2 separate regions of the Mus musculus genome follow, and region 1 is linked to region 2. Evidence: chromatin contacts called from public promoter capture Hi-C data. All regions are on one chromosome and are shown on one strand. Each heading gives the region's core, a stretch centred on a gene start, on an enhancer-like site or on the middle of the called end of the contact. The rest is flanking DNA. Distances are from core to core; before and after follow the strand shown.

Evidence for each region. Promoter capture Hi-C pulls out the DNA fragments that hold promoters and counts their contacts.
Region 1: a promoter capture Hi-C map of liver shows a contact between it and region 2, with 1.9 times the contacts expected there. The contact joins two enhancer-like sites. A contact is called at or near these places in 16 of 39 promoter capture datasets (the 3T3-L1 cell line, 3T3-L1-derived adipocytes, the HPC-7 cell line and 8 more), 1 of 15 datasets of contacts at CTCF or cohesin (pro-B cells), 6 of 484 Hi-C or Micro-C datasets (Th1 cells, embryonic fibroblasts, embryonic stem cells and 1 more), 7 of 115 datasets of contacts at active chromatin or transcription factors (bone marrow-derived macrophages, craniofacial prominence, embryonic stem cells and 1 more) and 5 of 9 other capture datasets (adipose tissue, embryonic stem cells, liver and 2 more).

Annotation. Positions count from the first base shown.
Region 1 is chr6:22,492,213-22,495,783 of GRCm38.p6, reverse strand. No RefSeq gene overlaps it. Among named protein-coding and RNA genes, the nearest start is that of Gm38773, 100 kb to the right of the region's middle. Within about 2 kb of position 1,978, at least 37 of the 459 cell types and tissues checked have an H3K27ac peak or open chromatin away from gene starts, as enhancers often do. A contact at or near this core is called in bone marrow-derived macrophages and liver, where this site is marked.
Region 2 is chr6:22,278,494-22,282,096 of GRCm38.p6, reverse strand. No RefSeq gene overlaps it. Among named protein-coding and RNA genes, the nearest start is that of Wnt16, 7.9 kb to the left of the region's middle. Within about 2 kb of position 1,381, at least 85 of the 459 cell types and tissues checked have an H3K27ac peak or open chromatin away from gene starts, as enhancers often do. A contact at or near this core is called in bone marrow-derived macrophages and liver, where this site is marked.

The sequences.
Region 1 (3,571 bases), core at 729-3,228, 210 kb before region 2:
GTGTCTGAAGACAGCTACGGTGTACTCATTTATAATAATAAATAATCTTGGGGCCAGTGAGAGCGAGGTTGACCAGAGCAAGCAGAGGTCCTAAATTCAATTCCCAGCAATCACATGTTAGCTCACAACCATCTGTACAGCTACAGTGTACCCATATACATAAAATAAATAAATACCTCTTTAAAAGCAAAAACAACAACAAAAAAAAAAAACGATATATTCATCATTCATAAAACAGCCCCCTCTTTTCCAAGAGGGTAGTTACTCTATTTCAACAAGGAATTCTATAAGCTGTAAAAAGAGAGATGAACTTTTATTGCTAATACACGCGCGCGCGCGCGCGTGTGTGTGTGTGTGTGTGTGTGTGTGTGTGTGTGTGTGTGTAATTTATCAGATTTCTAAACTTTGGCCAACTTTCATATGTTTAATTTTATAAACTATAAACACTGTAAGAGTTTAAGTTGAATTTTTTAAAAGTTGGGGTTAAATTTTTCTCTCTAGGGGGTTGTTTTACTAACTCACAAAACTCTCCATACACAGCCACTGCTATTAAGAAAGAGAGAAAGCTAAATATATATATATATATATATATATATATATATATATATATATATGATTTTATACACACATGAATACACATGTGTGTGTGGTGTGTATCCCTACCTAATTAAATTTTGACCAGGAAAAGAGCCATAGTTGACCTCAACAGGAGATCACTAAAAAGAAAAGAAAAAAGGGGGCCCAAGTGCCTGACCTAAAATTCCACTCACCCCACCCTGCTTTCCTCCACATTCATGGCATCTTTGGGAAAGAGCTTTGAGTGTACAATATTCGCCCGATTTTTGCGGTGGACCAGGCTAGGCTGATCCTCAGATCTCTTCCTCAGCTGTTTCCACAGCTTAGACCCTGCCTCATCTGACACTGGTTTTTGGCAGAGCCTGGTTCCACCAAAGAATTAGGGCATCTTATACTTCCACATCATTTTGTCTTCTTAAACAGTATGTATTCTCTAAATTGTAAGTAAATAGGTAGGTACCAGTATTTTCCTTTTACAGCTCTTTGAGAAAAGGTATTTACAACGTTAGAAACCAAAGGGGAAGTTTCTGATAGTCAGGGCCCCACACCCTCAGCCTTCCCTGCCTTTCACAGCCAACCTCCTGCTTCTTCTTTAGAATGGTGCCTTTGCACAATAAAAACACCACTTGCATAAAGCATCCAACCTTTTCCTTCCTAAGAAAGTCCCCTTTTCTAATTAAAATATGCAGTAGTCTTAAACACTTCATTACATCTTACAAATTTCAGAAACAGTCTCCTGCTTCAATTTTTGATATTAAATTCAATGTGAATTCTAGCCTCATGTTAACTTTAATTGGAAAAAAGTAGTGCAAAATGTACTTTAAAGGGAAGTCGTACCAGATTAATAAGAATTTCAAGATAAAAGCACGATTGAAATATTTGCTGAGAACCATATCCTTTCATTCAAATAAGGCTAAAGCCGTGTCAAGATTATGAGATTATTTTTTTTCTCAGTATCCCGGAGCAGAGCTAGCGAAGTCTGTGGAGGTGGTTATTCTACTCACCCCTGCAGAAAAATCCACAGAGCAGCCTCAGAAGCAAAAAGCCTTTGGGTCAAATACAGATGCTATTGCTTGTCTCAATCACTAGATGGCGCCATGAGAATCTAAAATAGCCAGTCCTGGCTCATGAGTCCTGAAACAGCTTTGTCAGCATTTCTTAAATTGCGAGCATTCCACTTTTAAAAGAAAAGGGGGGAAAATATTATTTGCTGAAAATTACTTTTAGCAGTTTTGTGGAAAAAAAAACTTTTCTCTAAATGTTTTCAACGACATAGGATTCCAGTAGTAACTGTACTTGTGTTTAAGTCTTGCCACTTTTTCGAAACTGCTTTCCTTCTCTAGTTAAGAACTGTCTACGATGATTAGTCAGCCCCGCAGTGTTCTGCCAAGCCGAAAATGCTGCATTATTGGGCCTTAAAAGCTCTTTCCCAAAGAGGCCATGAATGTGAAGGATACCAGGGAGGGGTGTGCAGAAGGGCTTAGAAGAAAGAAGAAGGAAAAAATGAAATGTTGTAATTAAAATACAATCTCGAAAACTAAGCAAACAAACAGAAAAGCTTTTTTCTACGTTGCATAAATTTCTGAAAAAATCGAAATAGCGGTCGATAGAAGGTGTCTTGCCTAAAGTCAGATACGCAAGCTACTTGTCCCACTGAGCCCAGTTTTTCAGCTTGTGTAACCCAGAGTCATCAAACTGTAATTTCTGTGATTTCACAGGTTAGGTTTGAAAACTATGGCCCCAGACAAAGCCGAGTCCTTATTTTGATGATTTTTGAGAAATAGCCTCAAATTTCCAGATTCGGGGTCGTCTCTTAAATAGATGAAATTTGTCAGTTTATGATTTCCACTTGATACAGAACAGATCTTAGGACATATTTTTCCGTCTGTTAAGTTATTAGCTAAAATGTCTCTGTAGCGGATGCTTCCCTTTGCGCAGAATCCTAAGGAGATGGGGCGGGGCGGGGCAGGCGTGGGATATTCAGCGGCTCTAGTTATTTCCTTTCCTGCAACTCTTCTACTCTATCAGCGTGATTAAGTATCTCCGACAGACCACAGTCGTGCACTAAATATGCGGTGCTTAAAATAGTAACATAATCATTTGTTTGGCAAATGAGGAGTGCAGCAAAGCAGCATAAACTGCTTTTTAAAGCTGAAAGTGTTCTACTTTCTAAATCCCTGAAGTGCAAATTATTTCCAAAGAATGTGCTACTGTCTGAGCGTCTTTCGCTGTCTCGTCTGGTCGTTTTCTACGTTTCTACGCTTCCTTTTCCTTGGGAAACGAAACAGAGGAAAGGAACCTCACCTTGTCTTCCACTCTTCACAAGACATGGGGATTTCTCTCCACACTGTCTGAGACAAAATGGACCAGACAGCAAAGATCTCTCTCTCTCTCTCTCTCTCTCTCTCTCTCTCTCTCTCTCTCTCTCTCTCTCTCTCTCTCACACACACACACACACACACACACACACACACACACACCACCTGTTGCCAGAAGAGTGTGTCTGCAGGTGGTTGGACATAAAGCTTTATAAGAAAGAGTAAACAAACTGTGGACCCCGGGGTACTACCATATTAATCTATCAGACAAGATGTGCCCAGTGGTACAGGAGAGGCATAACTACCCTGGGCTGAAACCAACTCCTTCCCGATTAGATCCGATGCCCTCTTCACAGAAGGGAATGCATACCTTATATGGTAGACTTACTTGGTCAAAAGCCTATGGTTAGAGAGATGGTAGACAGACCCTATCAGGGGGGGCCTACTAATGTTTTTCCTGAACAAATGTCATTAAAATGCCTTCTAAATATTTATGATGACACCCTTAGACTAGTGCAGCTTTCAGCCTTGGCCAGAGAAGCGCCTTTTGACAGTGGGACATGCACACATACAAGTAAATATATAAACGTCATTAAACATTTTTATATAACTGAAAAACAAAGGGGGAAATAATTGGATTGATTCTTATTATCAATTCTAGAATCAAGCAATAGCTT
Region 2 (3,603 bases), core at 132-2,631:
AGTTCATTTAGTCTTGACCACATTCATCTTAGTCCAACTGGGAGTCTGTGTAATTACACTTAATGCTGTGATGGCATAAATGTCATTTAGTCAACAAATTGCCGGTCAAGAGCCAGCTAACACTGATGCTGCACACATGTGTGAAGGGCTCCTCCTCACGGTGTTTCACCTCCCATACTAAACCCTCATGTGGTTCTGGCAAGCAAATGAATACAGAGTTTCTTGAACCTGGCCAATAGACTAATGACATTTGGTGTTTACTCAGGCCCCAGTCTTTACAGGAGGCGAATCACCTAGAAACCTGACCTTGATGCTTTTATCTTCTTGACTGGAACCATTCTTATTTTTAAATCTTTCTTAATGTCAGTTTGAAGCCCTCTGATTCATTCAGGGTTTTATCAGTAGCCCTTATTTCTGATTAAAATCACCCCGTCTCTATTCTCTGTATTCATCCTGAATTAATTTTTTTCTTTGGCATAAAAATATGCTTCCATATTTATATTCAATTTCTTGGGACACTCTGCCACTAAAATTAGAATTTTTCCTTCTCATTCAATCACTTTCCCACTCAACCAGTTTCTAGATCATAGCACTTTAGGGGACATCCATCTTTATATCCCTTTCTGAGGTCACAACACTTTAGGAGATGGCCATCTTTATACTCCTTTCTGCCCAATGTTGACATCTCTGGAGATCTCTAGCACAACATTTTTCTCCAAACTTGCTATCCTTTCACAGTGATCCAGTGTGCCCCGATAGATATCAGTCATCAGTTATATTATGTGTCTTTAAGTCATAGACTATGAGGAAGTGTTTGCATCTTCCATTGTCTACCACAGGGCCAAACACACAGTATCACTCAGTAATGGCTGAGTGGTATGGTTTTTAACAGACAAGGAGGCTTTTTATAAGAATGGTAGCTGCAGGAAGCAATAACTTCAGAGTCACCAGCATTGGCAACGATGTACAGGTCCTTCACTTTTCAATAGGAAATTAGCTGTGACCTGCCCAAGTTCCAAGGGGATTTCTACCTGGCTTTAACCAGAGATGTCACATCTTTTGTTTCTTCTAGTGTTAAAATCAGTAAGTAAACTGAGATTGTTAAGTCATTATGGTAAGTCTGCAGCCATGTCATGTGCTTACCTACCAGGAAAACATTTTGAGCTATGCTAATAATTCTTACCAGAGTTTTCCCTGGAGAAAGCTCTGATTCGAGTGGGCAAATGCACAGAGCCAGGAGATTTATGAGGGCTCGGAGACAAAAAAACACAAGTGCTCAGTAGGTGTGAGGTATGTTCCAACTGCAGCCTCCCACCTTCTGTTAATGATTATGGGAAGGGAGGCATCAATACAAAAACAGGCAACTCGAGGCCTCTCAAGTTCACAATCCGATGAAGTCTTCTGGTGCCAGACCAACTGTTTGGGGTTGTCACATGGTTTAGTGGAGCAGCCTCCAAAACGGGCTGCAAAACCACAATTTTGATATCCTGGGCCAGATGCCAGAACAGAATCGGAATCCAGCCGACTGAATCAGAGATTGCAGTTGCTATTTCAGCAAGAGCGCATTGTCCGAACCCCCCGGGGCTCGCTCGTGAAACCAGCAGCAGGCCAATACGGTGGACTCAGTTTTTTTTTAATGCTGTTGTGGGGAGTGAAGCAATATTTGCCTTATAGGCTAACTGAGTTAGGGCAGGCTTTAGTGGAAGGAGTTCCCTTTCAGGAACTGATTTGGCCCTCAGCGTGTCTTAATCTTACAGTAATTGTTGGCAGCACAGGGTGGGGTTCAGTGCTGGAATCTAACGTGTCATGCTCCACTCCCCTAGCCCTAGGGGTTCTGATGAAGAAAGCATGCATGCAGGGCACTGAACTGAGTAAATATCAGTGTTATGGAGAGAAAAAAAAAGCTGCTTAGTAGGGTGAGACCATGCAAAATTCATCCTCTGAAACTGGAGAGAGCATGGCCAATAGATAAAACAGAGCTGATCCAACATTCACACCAAACCTCAGGCTAAAGGACAAGCATAATATAATCTCTGACCAAGCACTTATTCAAGACCTGATACTGGAAAGAGGCATCGGGAAGTGGAGAGCTTGCTCCTTTTGAGGATACAGAGGGCTACGGAGAAGGAGGGTGGAATAGTTTCCTTTGGAGACTCACCAACCATGCTTCAGATGAGAAATCAGGTCAGATTTCTCACCATAGAAGGAAGAAAGGAGAGTCCAGACATTTCAAAGAGGCAGAGAGATGCTAATTGGTTCCGCAGTGTGTCGTAAAATTTATCGCAGGTCCTCAAAATAGCGAGGCAGGCCGGGAAAAGGTGGCTCATACCTTTAATCCTAGCACGTATGGGGCAAAGGCAGACTGATGTCTGTGAGTTCAAGGCCAGCTTGGTCTACAGAGTGAGTTTCAGGAAGCCAGGACTACACAAAGAATCTCTGTCTCGGAAAAAAAACAAAACAAAAACCAAACCAAATCAAACCAAACCAAACCAAACCAAACCAAACCAACTAACCAACCAAACAAAAGAAACTGTAGAGTGTCACCTAAGCTGAAGGTAACACAGCTGCAGTGCGCATGTTCTGGACTGTATTCAGAGAAAAGGGAAATTACACGATCAATCACCTGTAGAACATGTTATCTTGTTTTGTTTTCAGTCTTCTTTCTTAACATTAAAATGAACTCGTCATTCTTCATACCTTGCCATCTTAGGCAAGTGGCCCTGAAACATATGGAATAAGCTAACTTATAGGAGGTTGGAAAGCTGGATGAAATTAAAATTTAAAAATAATAATTAAAGAGAGCCTGTGAGGGCTTAGTGGGTAAAGGTGCTTGCTGTGCAAGCCTGGGGTCCTGAGTTTAATCCCACGGACAGGTAGGAGGAGAACTGACTCCAAAAAAGGGCCAACTGCACAAAGTTGTCCTCTCTACCTACACATATCCACAAACATGTGTGCACCCATGCAGACTCACATACATACAGCAATAGTTTTTTGAAAAATTGTCTTGTAATCTGTTACATTTGAGAAATACCATTGAAGTATGTAGACGAACATCAAAATACTAAAAGCAGTATTCTGACTCATTTACTAGTCACAACTACTTGTTAAGAGGTTATGTATTTTGCAGCTTTCATATAAAGCACATACTACATGTGTGTGATGGCTACATGCAAAGAGATCTGACACAGCTTTCAGGATGATTTAAGGCAGCCAGTAACATTGTGATAGAAGGTTACTTTTGGCAATTGCTTTCTTTAAGGTGTGTCCTCCTTGGAATTCAAAAATGAGCAAATAAAAGCATTTTTCCAGTCATAAATATATTTCACAGCTGGAGAAAGCAGAAGAGGGTAGGAAGGTTGGGCTCACACAGGACTGCTTTTCCTTCGGGTTTAGATGTTCTTAGTAACTTCATCAAGCCGAGGGGTTTTTGTGTGCCTACTTTTTAAATGTTTAAACAATACTATCTGACCAAAGACATATAATAGACTGGAGCCAGGGACACCTTGAATACAGAGATCTTCCTGTAACAATTCTGATAACAACAGGGCTTATAAAAAGTTAGATAGTGGCACAGATGGTCCAGCGAGTCATGTACAAAAGGAG